Regions from separate parts of the Mus musculus genome. Here region 2 is linked to region 1. The links are chromatin contacts, called in public promoter capture Hi-C maps. All regions are on one chromosome and are shown on one strand. Each heading gives the region's core, a stretch centred on a gene start, on an enhancer-like site or on the middle of the called end of the contact. The rest is flanking DNA. Distances are from core to core; before and after follow the strand shown.

Region 1 (5,274 bases), core at 143-2,642:
CCTGGAACTCACTCTGTAGACCAGGCTGGCCTCGAACTCAGAAATCCACCTGCCTCTGCCTCCCAAGTGCTGGGATTAAAGGTGTGTGCCAACAACACCCGGCTACACTCCCTTGCTTAAGCTAATGTTTAAAACTGTATGATTGTTTCTGATGTGACTCTGTCCATGCAAGTTCAAGAGCCTGTACACACCTGGACTGCTTATTCCTTTAGAAGCAAGGTCTCTTCCCCAACCTGGGGCTCTAATTTTCTCAGTTAAGGTGGAATCCAGCAAGTCCAGGGGATTCTCCAGTCTCCACCTTTGTCAGAGCAGGCTTGTTAACCTGGAAAACAGAATCCAAACTCTGGTCCTAGTTTCCCAGCAAGCACTCTTAACAGCTGGGTCATCTCTTCAGGTCCCTACATTTGTTTTAAAAACATTCCTGGTGACATGTCTCTCCATTTTATGTCAGTTTCAGAATGACCCTAAGGGAAATGGAACTTACTTTAGTGGTGTAAAAGGTACAGGACTGTGGTTAGGAATCCATATGCTTTTTGGATAGTGTCTTACTGTCACTTAAACTCACCAGACAGCAGTTAGAATAGAAACTGGGACTTAAGTGGAATTCACGTTTCCTTCTGCCAAGTGTGCACTTAGAATAGTCCTATCTTTTAGCAGAACTCCTCTCTAATGCTACAAGTGGGGCGCTAGTATTCGAGGATAGGCTCAAATTTCCAAAGGGGGCCTGGCCCAGAGGACAACACGCACTTCCAAATCTCCAACAAGACTAGTCCACTGAAGGGAAAAAAGGCCTTTTCTTGAAAGGAAGCCTAGTTTGGCTAGGTCAAGACTGCGGGGCCGGAGCACGTTTGCCTTGGCTATTGAGGGAACTCACTGAGACTCACATGCAGATTGTGGTTTAGTGTGTACCGCAGGACTGCGCAACGGCTCAACTCTCCTCCCAGCTGACCTCAGTCTGCAGGTCTGCACCCCACAGCAGCAGGCACCGGAAAAACAGACCTCACCAAGCTTTAAAAAAAAGATCAGAGGTACGAACTGTCCCGGCTTCTACCTGGGGCGTCAGGAGAGAGACGGAGATTCTGCAAGAATCAACCAGCGCACCTAGCGAACCTTCTCAAAGAACACTCAGTACCTAAAGGTTCCCTAAAGGTTCCAGGCGAGCCTGGGAGCTGCCCTCAGTGAAGATGGCGGCCGGGGCGCTCGCGCGCCACGGCGCAGGCGCCGCCCTTCGCACCACCCTCCTCCGGTCCTCCGGGCCGTCCCCCTCCCGCTCGCCAGCTGCAGCTCTCCGCGCGTCCCCAGCCTCACCCCTTTTCGGAGGGCCCCCCCTCCTGTCCCGGCTCCGGAGCCCGGAAGTGGATGTGGCCGCTTGGCAAAGAGGGGGAGGGGGACGGAGAAGTGCTTCCGGGGAAACGGGCCCCGGGTTGGTGTTTGTAAACTTGCCTCGGTCCCGACGCGGGGAGCGGCGGCCGCGGGCTTGGCACGGGGTGCCTGGGGCCTGGAGGGGGCGCCGCGCGGCGGAGGAGACGGCGGGAGGCCGCGCCAGGCAGGTAGGCGCGCGCCGCGGGGAGGCAGCGTCGAGCGGGCGGGCGAGCGGGCGGACAGCAGCTCGCAGGCCGTGGGGCGCCGCGCGCGAGGGGGGAGGGGAGCGCGGCGGAGGAGGGGCGCGCGGCGGAGGGAGGGGGCGCGAGGGGAGGGCCGCCGCCGCCCCGCCCCCCACCGCCCCGCCGGGAGAGGGGGCCTTGCCCGGGAAGGGGGGGGGAAGCGCGGGCGCGAGCACGCAGGTCGCGCGCGGCTCGGCGCTCCCGGGGCTGCGCGCTGCGGCTGCCTGCAGAGCGCGCGCACACACGCCCGCCCTCCGCCTCCGCGGCGGCGAATTTACGAACCTTCGGGCGGACTCCGAGCGACGCTCACGTGCGGGCACTGCCAGCCACCCCGGCGCTCGGCGGAGGCCTCCCGAGCTTCCTTCCAACACAGTTCTGCCCTCGTCTGTGGAGTGCCAGCTTTGCAGGCCGGCCCACTCCGCACAAAAGCCCCAAAGGGCCTCCGCCCCCTTCTTCCGTTCCTAAGATGGCAAATCCCAGCTCTTACTCTCTTGGCAGATCCTCTCTATAGGAGGCCCAACTTACTTTTGCTCCCGTTGGCTGCTCTTTCGGCCCAGGAGGCCAGTTTCTTCTACTGACCTAGAAAGAAAGCTCTCGACTCATGTCCTCCTTTTGAGCTTCAGAACGCCCAGCAAAATAAGTTGAGGGAGCTTCGATCGTTGTTTGGCCTGAAGATGTTACACCTAAGGGCCTCATCTCCCTTTCTGGTTTCAGGTTTCTGGAACAGACCTAGAGCTTCACCAAGAGAATTCAACTTGGAAACCAAGACTGGTAGACTCTCGTTTCTTCCGACAAGAGGCAGAAGTCAGAGAGAGACTGCGGATTCTTGGGACACCTGTTTTCCTTTTGGAGGACACCGAGTTCTTTGAGAAGACAGTTCAATATGGCAAAGGAACTGAAAGAACGGGGAGGAGCCGTTACTGTGATTTGGTGACGGTTCTTCAGACAACCAGTGTCTTAAGGAAAACTGGGACAGAGAACTTCTGAACTTTTTGGGTTCGTTAAGTGAGAAGTCAGCATGGCTCAGGTAAAAAGCTCTCGAGTCCTCCTTCAAGACCGTTCACTGGGAAGCCTCTTTGCAGTGTCACCCTTGAATTCTGCCTTAGCCAACAGTATTGACCATCCCCAGTGAGCCGAGCTCTGTATTAAGCGCCAGGGGGAGATCTAGAGGAAGGAAAGGAGACAGGCCACAGCCCCTGCCTTCAGGGAGCTTCCAGTCAAATGAAGGAGGTAGGCTATATATCACGTCACAGGCACTGATGGGCCATTGGCAAAGCACCTTGTACCCGGTGTACTTTTGGTACGTGAAGTACTCGGGCATAAGGGAGTGTATAGTCTGGTGAATGCTTCATTTGTTTTTTTTTCCCAACAGGAATTTTATTGAGCTCCTGTTACATGCACGGCATTGTGTTTGGAATACAAAGATGAATAAGATTGCCCTTGTCCCCAGTAAGCTCCCAGGCTAGTTGGGGGGAGGGGGAGGGATGACGGCAAGACAGTCTGTTATTTATTATTTTTATATTCACGGTGCCCTGCGTGATAGCTGGCTGGTACTAGAGACTCTGAATCAGTTGACTAAAGGAGTTCTCAGTGATAGAAGGATTGTGACTGCGTGGTGGTACCTCTGCCTGGATGGGGGGGGGGGGGGGGAAGGAAGCCTGCAGGTAGCATAGGATTTTGCTAGAGAAGTCAACAGAGAAGGGCACTCAGACAGAGGGAGGGGCTTAGAGGGATGGGACACCACTGGATGGTTTGGTGGGTAGTTAAGGAGCAAAGGATTACAAATGGGGGATCATTAGATGGGGTTAGGTAACGAAGGATGGGGGGTTACTTCCTAGAGAAGTCAGTGGAATGTGGTCCAAGGGCTTTTTGTGCTTTTCCTAAGGAGTTAGACATTATTATCCAGGGAGTGGGGAGTCCCCGAAGAATGTTAAACTCCAAAGTAATGTGGTCCAGAAGATAGCTGTTTTTGTGAAGGTGGCAGATGGTTTGGAAGGACCAGAGGGACGGAGGGACCGTTGTAGTCTTCTGAATGGAGAGCCGTGCGCTTCTCTGAGCTTTCTCTGAGGAAACCAGTCTCACCAGGACGGCAGCCTGAGTGTAGAGGGGTTGGCTTTCTTCCAAGTGCTGCAGCATGCCTCTGGGTCTCTTCCTTTGTCTGTCTGCAGCGTACTCCACAGCATCGTGCTCACTGTTCTGAAAGGGTTGGTTGCTTCTGCCAAGCATTGACTTTGTGCTTGACACTAAGCATTTTACATCCCTCTCTCATTCTCCTTGGCCCTGTGAGGGTAGGCACTCTGATTGGTGTTTCACATTGGAGCGAAACAAGGCTTCAAAGATGGAGAGACTTGGCCAGAATTGCACAGCCCAAACAGCAAAACTAAGATTTTTAACTTCAGAGTTCATGGAAGTGAGAGAACGGATCCGAAGGCACACTGATCATCCAAGAGAGTAGTTTTACTAATCTGGGAGTTTGTTGACCGACTAGTTCTTTAAAAGACTTTCTTGAGTAAGAGCAATGCATACTCTGGAGTGCCGGCTCGATAGTAGGTTAGAGGATTGTGGTTGTAAAAGGCGGTTGGTTGTGTCTTAAGGCACCCCTGTTGAATTAACTTTTTTAACTTTATTTAGCACCTAAAAATGGCCTAAAGGGGGTGGGGGTAGCCAAGTGTGGTGCCACATACTAATCTCAGCACTCAGGAGGCAAAGGCAGGTGGATCTCTTGAGTTCGAGGCCAGTCTGTACTATAGAGTGAGTTTCAGGACAACCAGAGCTACACAGAGGAACCTTATCTTGAAAAACCTAAAAAAAAAAAAATGGCCAAAGTGGTTCAAAGAAACTGTATATTCGACAGGCATGGTGGTGCACGCCTTTGATTCCAGCACTTGGGAGGCAGAGGCAGGCGGATTTCTGAGTTCGAGGCCAGCCTGGTCTACAAAGTGAGTTCCAGGACAGCCAGGGCTACACAGAGAAACCCTGTCTCAAAAGAAAAAAAAAAAAGAAAAAAGAAAGAAAAGAAAAGAAACTGTATACTCAATTCCAGAATCTAGAGATTTTATTTGCTGTAGGTGACAGCACTTAAGGAATTTAAAATCTAAAGTGAGAAATAGCCTAAAAGCAAATGTAGTTGGCGCCAGCAAGTCTACTTGTCTGAAGTAGGCTTTGAATTCAAGCACTGCTGTGGCCTGGCACTCACTGTTTAGTAAGCCCTTCCAGAGGACCCATATCAGTCCCTCACAGCTGACTACAGCTCCAGGAGATCTGATGCCCTCTCCTGTTCTCCCTGGGCACCTTACCCACATGGGGCATGGACGCATACACACACACACACACACACACACACACACACACACACACACAAAATAATAAAAATAAATCTTACAGAAACAGAAGAGGGGGTCAGCGAGATGGTTCCACAGATGAAGCATCTTGCTGTCAGCCTGATAGCGGGAATTAGATCTCAGAAGCCACATGGTGGAATGATGGACCGACTCCTCAAGTGGTCCTTGGACCTCTTAGTAAAAATAAGAGAGTTTGGAAGGAAGACATTGCCCTAGGAATCTCCGATCTCAGTGGGTCAGGCAGACAGATGTCATACATACCTCCTACAGTTAAAGCTCAGAAATGCCTTAGGTAATGTGTAACCCCACACACTGTTTGGTAACCACGA
Region 2 (5,104 bases), core at 129-2,628, 1.0 Mb after region 1:
ACTCTGAGAAGTGTGGGTATTATCAACACCAACAAAATTGCAGAGAAAATACAAAAATATATGGAATCAAAACAATGAATAACAACTCAAGATATGGTGGAGTCTTCTGTCCCCAACACCCTAAATACCTCCTAAATGAATCAGCTTTTTCACCCCACACCAGACATCCTCAAATGAACAGCAGAAATAGGAGCTTAGAGTATCTTGAATGTTAGGGGAGAAAAATGTTCTTCGGAGAAGAGATTCAGATAAAAGAATTGGGAACATGAATGGTGGTGACAAGTACATGATGACACAAAACAAACAAACAAAAAACCAAATGTGTCTATTTTTATTAAGGTTTTCATTATTTCATCAATGACAATTATCCCTCAAACATACAGGCCTTGGCCCCACTGTTTCCATAGAAGCAACACGTTTTGACTTTTGACATGTAACTCTCAAAAACTTTCATAGAGATAGAAATACAAATACAGTGTCCCTGGAAATGGGTGCTAGTGGTTAAGTCTATTTTTCTTGGATGCTTTTCATTGCAAGTACTTTACCTAAGTCATCTCATTCAAAATTTCAATATTCTTCTCTTAAAAGTTTTCAAAGACTAAAGGCACGTTCTCCAAAGTCTCAAGTGAAGGGAGGAACGTACCAAAAACTACAAGAAAAATGATTAACTCAAGGGCCACAAGAAAACATATGTTTTCCCTAAGGTAATATACAGAATGAATGCCTTAGTTATAGGAGTCATTTTAAGTTAAAATACTCGCCCCCACAAATGCAAGAGTAAGCTTTATTGGGGGGGGGAGGGGGGAATCCTGTCTTTCTAGTGACTCCTGGCTTGCTCTAAGAATTTAACCAGCCAACTCCCGCGCTCCCCACAGGAGTCCAGCCTCTGCCTCTTGGGGAAGGCCGGCCAATCGCGCGCTTGGGGCTCATTGGCTCGGAGAGACGCAACTCAGGCGAGAAAAACCCGCCTCCCACATTCCGATGGCCCAAGGACCGATCGGTAGGCAGCTATAGGAAAACCCAATTGGCCTATAGGCTCGCCAGTCAAATGCTTCGGCAAGGCAGCTTCACAGAACCTGCAAGGATAAAACATCCCGCCCCAGTTGTCCTATTGGCTGGCCCGACCCGTCGCGGCCCCTTCACTGTCGTCGTCCACCCCCCCCCCCACCAGTTCAGCGGTCCATTCATTTCGTACAATAACCGGTGCAATGGGAGCGGGTTCAAGATCTCGTACGGGTAGACGAGACTCTGCCACTTACCCAAGATCTAAAGTGATCACTCACGCTAAGGCCTGCACGGTTCCTCTGTGGTAAAGCGGCACCACAAGCCACCGCTACCGCCGCCTTCTGCGCAATGCCAACCGCCCGCCAAAACGGATCCTTCCCTGCGCCTGCGCAACCAATCCTGGGCTTGGACCTTTTCTCCGCCCAAAACGCCTGCGCAAAACTGGACGCTGGTCCCGCCACTACGCAGGCGCCTAGGTTCACAACCCTCTCCCGCCCGCCATTTCACGTGTTCCAGGCAGCAGGCGGAACATCGTAGTGCGCCGGCGTGAACTCGCCATTTTTATTACACATGCGCCTTATAGGGAGTGGCTGGGAAAAGTCGCGGTGAGCTACTTTGTAGCGTGCGGTCCTTTGACGAGTGAGTTTGTAATGTTCGGGTGTGGGAAAGTTATGAAAGGCATTTAAAAGACGTGAATACATTCAAATATAAGTGACTGGCTAGTTAGCCAATCAATGCGATTAAGGATAAGATCCCTTGGGGCATCAGTGACTCAAAGGGGCGGAGTCTGAATAGAACGCCCAAACGGATGCCGTTTCTTAGCAGGGCGTCTTCACGGGCCAATGGTGGGAGGGAATAATTTCAAATCTCCAATAAGACTCAAGTAAGGGCGGAGTCTACCAATACCGAGAGCGAGGAGGCGGGATAAAAGGGCGAGCAGAAGGTAGGCTGGCGGGCACGTTCGTTATCGTATTCCTTTCTGCTCTTTGACGCTGCCGAGGAAGCATCGCTGAAGGCTCTCGTAACTCTACCGTCATGTCTAAGTCCGAGGTAAGTTGGATGCGCTTTGCAGCTTCTCTTTCTTCCACACTTACTGAATATAGCGGGATGTGACGTGTTTTGCTGCTCGCACCCGTGGTTTCGGTGTTTTATCGATTAGTGCTGAGGCCTACTTTAAAAAAATGCAGGTCGCCATTTTGTCCTCATAGTCACCATGAGGCTGCGATCCGACCGCCATTAACGTCCATGCACTGTTCCTTGTGGCAAACTTCACAGACTAATGATCTGGGGAGTGTGGCCTTTTCTTCCCCTCCCCCATTCTGGTCTAACAATCGCTTGTTAAAGAGATATTAAGTCTTAATGGGGATGGACCCGACTAACCTGTGCCCTTTGTTGCGCGTGCGTATGAAGTAAAAGTAAGGACGCATGCGCTGCGTGCAACTCGAGTGAATCCCCAGCAGCACCTCCTAGCCTAGGAAGGAGCACGTGGTCTCGTGCAGTAATAAAGAACAATAAAAAAGTGTAGCATGTGTTGTTGCGGGGTGTTGATTCATTTTCCCAGGTTCCAGCCCCTCCGCTAAACACTCCCTCCTCCACTTTAGTCTCCCAAGGAGCCAGAACAGCTGCGGAAGCTCTTCATCGGAGGGCTGAGCTTCGAAACAACCGACGAGAGTCTGAGGAGCCATTTTGAGCAATGGGGAACACTAACAGACTGTGTGGTAAGATTAAAAGAAACAAAAGGAAGAGCTGGCTTATTTCTTCCGATTTAATCTGCTGCTTCTTAGCTAAATTGTTTTGTGAAGTTAACTAATGGGATGGTAAAAAAAAATCTGGGGCTTTCTTCAGATCTGTAAGAAGCTTACATTTCCACCCCCCCACTCTGAAGTTTCATGTTTGCCTTGATCAGACTAGGAATGGCTTTTGATTCTGAGATCAGGCAGTGTATTGATTGAATTAACTCTAAACAGGTAATGAGAGATCCAAACACCAAGAGATCCAGGGGCTTTGGGTTTGTCACATATGCCACTGTGGAAGAAGTGGATGCTGCCATGAATGCAAGACCACACAAGGTGGATGGAAGAGTTGTGGAACCTAAGAGAGCTGTCTCAAGAGAAGTGAGTGGTTTTTCTCTTTAACCTGAGACTATGATTGGGGCAGTCCTCAATTGGGAGATCCCCCCCAAGTGGTATTAAAGGCGAGGGCCTGGAGGTGGTGGCACACGCCTTTAATCCCAGCACTCCGGAGGCAGAGGCAGGTATATTTCTGAGTTCGAGGCTAGCCTGGTCTACAGAGTGAGTTCCAGGACAGCCAGGGATATATAGAGAAACCCTGTCTCTGAAAAAAAGGGGGGGGTGGGCCACCACACCTTCCCAGTCATTTAGAAACTGCTACTACTAAATAACTGAAGTCATTTTTCCTTTTTAGGATTCTCAGCGACCAGGTGCCCACTTAACTGTGAAAAAGATCTTTGTTGGTGGTATTAAAGAAGACACTGAAGAACATCACCTACGAGATTATTTTGAGCAGTATGGGAAGATTGAAGTGATAGAAATTATGACTGACAGAGGCAGTGGGAAAAAGAGGGGCTTTGCTTTTGTTACCTTTGATGACCATGACTCTGTGGATAAGATTGTTAGTAAGTATCAGAGGACTACGTGTTCCTTAATGACTCTGGAGTCCTCTTGTGTTTTTTTTTTTTACAGTCCTGAATCTACCTTTTTCTCTTAGTTCAGAAATACCATACTGTGAATGGCCACAACTGTGAAGTAAGAAAGGCTCTGTCGAAGCAAGAGATGGCTAGTGCTTCATCCAGTCAGAGAGGTGCGTTAATTTTTGGTTAGATTGTGGGCGCCAGCATGAATTACTATGGGTTAGCCTAATGATCCAAAAATCTCTTTTAAGGTCGCAGTGGTTCTGGAAACTTTGGTGGTGGTCGTGGAGGCGGTTTTGGTGGCAATGACAATTTTGGTCGAGGAGGGAACTTCAGTGGTCGTGGTGTGTATGGTTTATTTTTGATTCCTTGTTGGTTTCAGAGCTTTTAAATATTAACTGCTACCCTGTGTTTCCAGCATTTATGGATTTTACCCGAATATAGTTCTAGTACAGAATTAGATTTTGATAAGCATTCATGTATAAAGCCTGGTTTAAAGCTTTGGTTTCTTCCAGGTGGCTTTGGTGGCAGCCGTGGTGGTGGTGGATATGGTGGCAGTGGGGATGGCTATAATGGATTTGGCAATGATGGTAAGTTTCCTAAGGAGTCTGTAAGTAATGGTTTCTGGAAACCTGTACCTTTAGAGTAGGCTAGTAGAAACTAAACTTAGTGCATGACAAAGTTCGATCAGTCCCATAAATGTGCATGCTATGAGCAGCCTTTAGCTATTATCTTGCATACATTTTTCCTGTTAAATACTTTTGTCTTATTGAGAAGACTTGTATTCTTATAGGTGGTTATGGAGGAGGCAGCCCTGGTTACTCTGGAGGAAGCAGAGGCTATGGAAGTGGTGGACAGGGTTATGGAAACCAGGGCAGTGGCTATGGCGGGAGTGGCAGCTATGACAGCTATAACAACGGAGGAGGCGGAGGCGGCTTTGGCGGTGGTAGTGGTAGGTATCCAGTGATGCAGGTACTTGGCTTGGAGCTAGATTAGACTTCTAGAGTTTATTATGCCCGTGTTGGACTTTAAAGCTCTTAAAGCATTGTGGGTGCAGTGCATGGTGCGTTACAGTAGGCCTGCTCTGCTGTGCTACCTCCTCCTGGCTTTAAGCTGGGGCCGCCTCCCCCAAAATAAGTAGGTGAATGAGTGGTTAGTGTTGTCTTCAATGTGAGATAGTTAGATCCACACTACAGTTGGATTGAATGTCTAAACTCTGTTGGGACTTCAGGCATTTAGTTGATACATCCAAGAAATGTATGTATTGACCTGGAATACATAAAGGCCTTCAATTCTAACTTGCCACTGAGAAACTTAAGTTGGGTTGATTTTACTTTAAATGCTGGATTATTAACTGAATGCCTCACTCAGAGAATGAAGCCGAAGGGTTTGGAGTTGACAGAAGGTCTATAAATATCATAATCTTTGATTCAGACCCTAAGCACTATT

The links. Promoter capture Hi-C pulls out the DNA fragments that hold promoters and counts their contacts.
Region 2: a promoter capture Hi-C map of pre-B cells shows a contact between it and region 1, with 2.7 times the contacts expected there. The contact joins the promoter of Cbx5 here to the promoter of Zfp740 in region 1. A contact is called at or near these places in 1 of 39 promoter capture datasets (pre-B cells) and 1 of 115 datasets of contacts at active chromatin or transcription factors (pancreatic cancer cells).

What each region holds. Positions count from the first base shown.
Region 1 is chr15:102,202,253-102,207,526 of GRCm38.p6, forward strand. It overlaps Zfp740 (zinc finger protein 740), which reads left to right and starts at 1,393. Exons shown (of 8, transcript NM_001289691.1): 1 at 1,393-1,550; 2 at 2,319-2,834; 3 at 2,977-3,053. It overlaps Csad (cysteine sulfinic acid decarboxylase), which reads right to left and starts at 2,800. Exons shown (of 18, transcript NM_001359126.1): 1 at 1,887-2,800; 2 at 885-1,008; 3 at 192-322.
Region 2 is chr15:103,238,474-103,243,577 of GRCm38.p6, forward strand. It overlaps Cbx5 (chromobox 5), which reads right to left and starts at 1,379. Exons shown (of 5, transcript NM_001076789.2): 1 at 1,260-1,379. Hnrnpa1 (heterogeneous nuclear ribonucleoprotein A1) reads left to right here and starts at 1,924. Exons shown (of 11, transcript NM_001039129.4): 1 at 1,924-2,055; 2 at 2,607-2,723; 3 at 2,973-3,119; 4 at 3,430-3,640; 5 at 3,733-3,825; 6 at 3,907-3,999; 7 at 4,171-4,245; 8 at 4,449-4,607. The coding sequence starts at 2,041.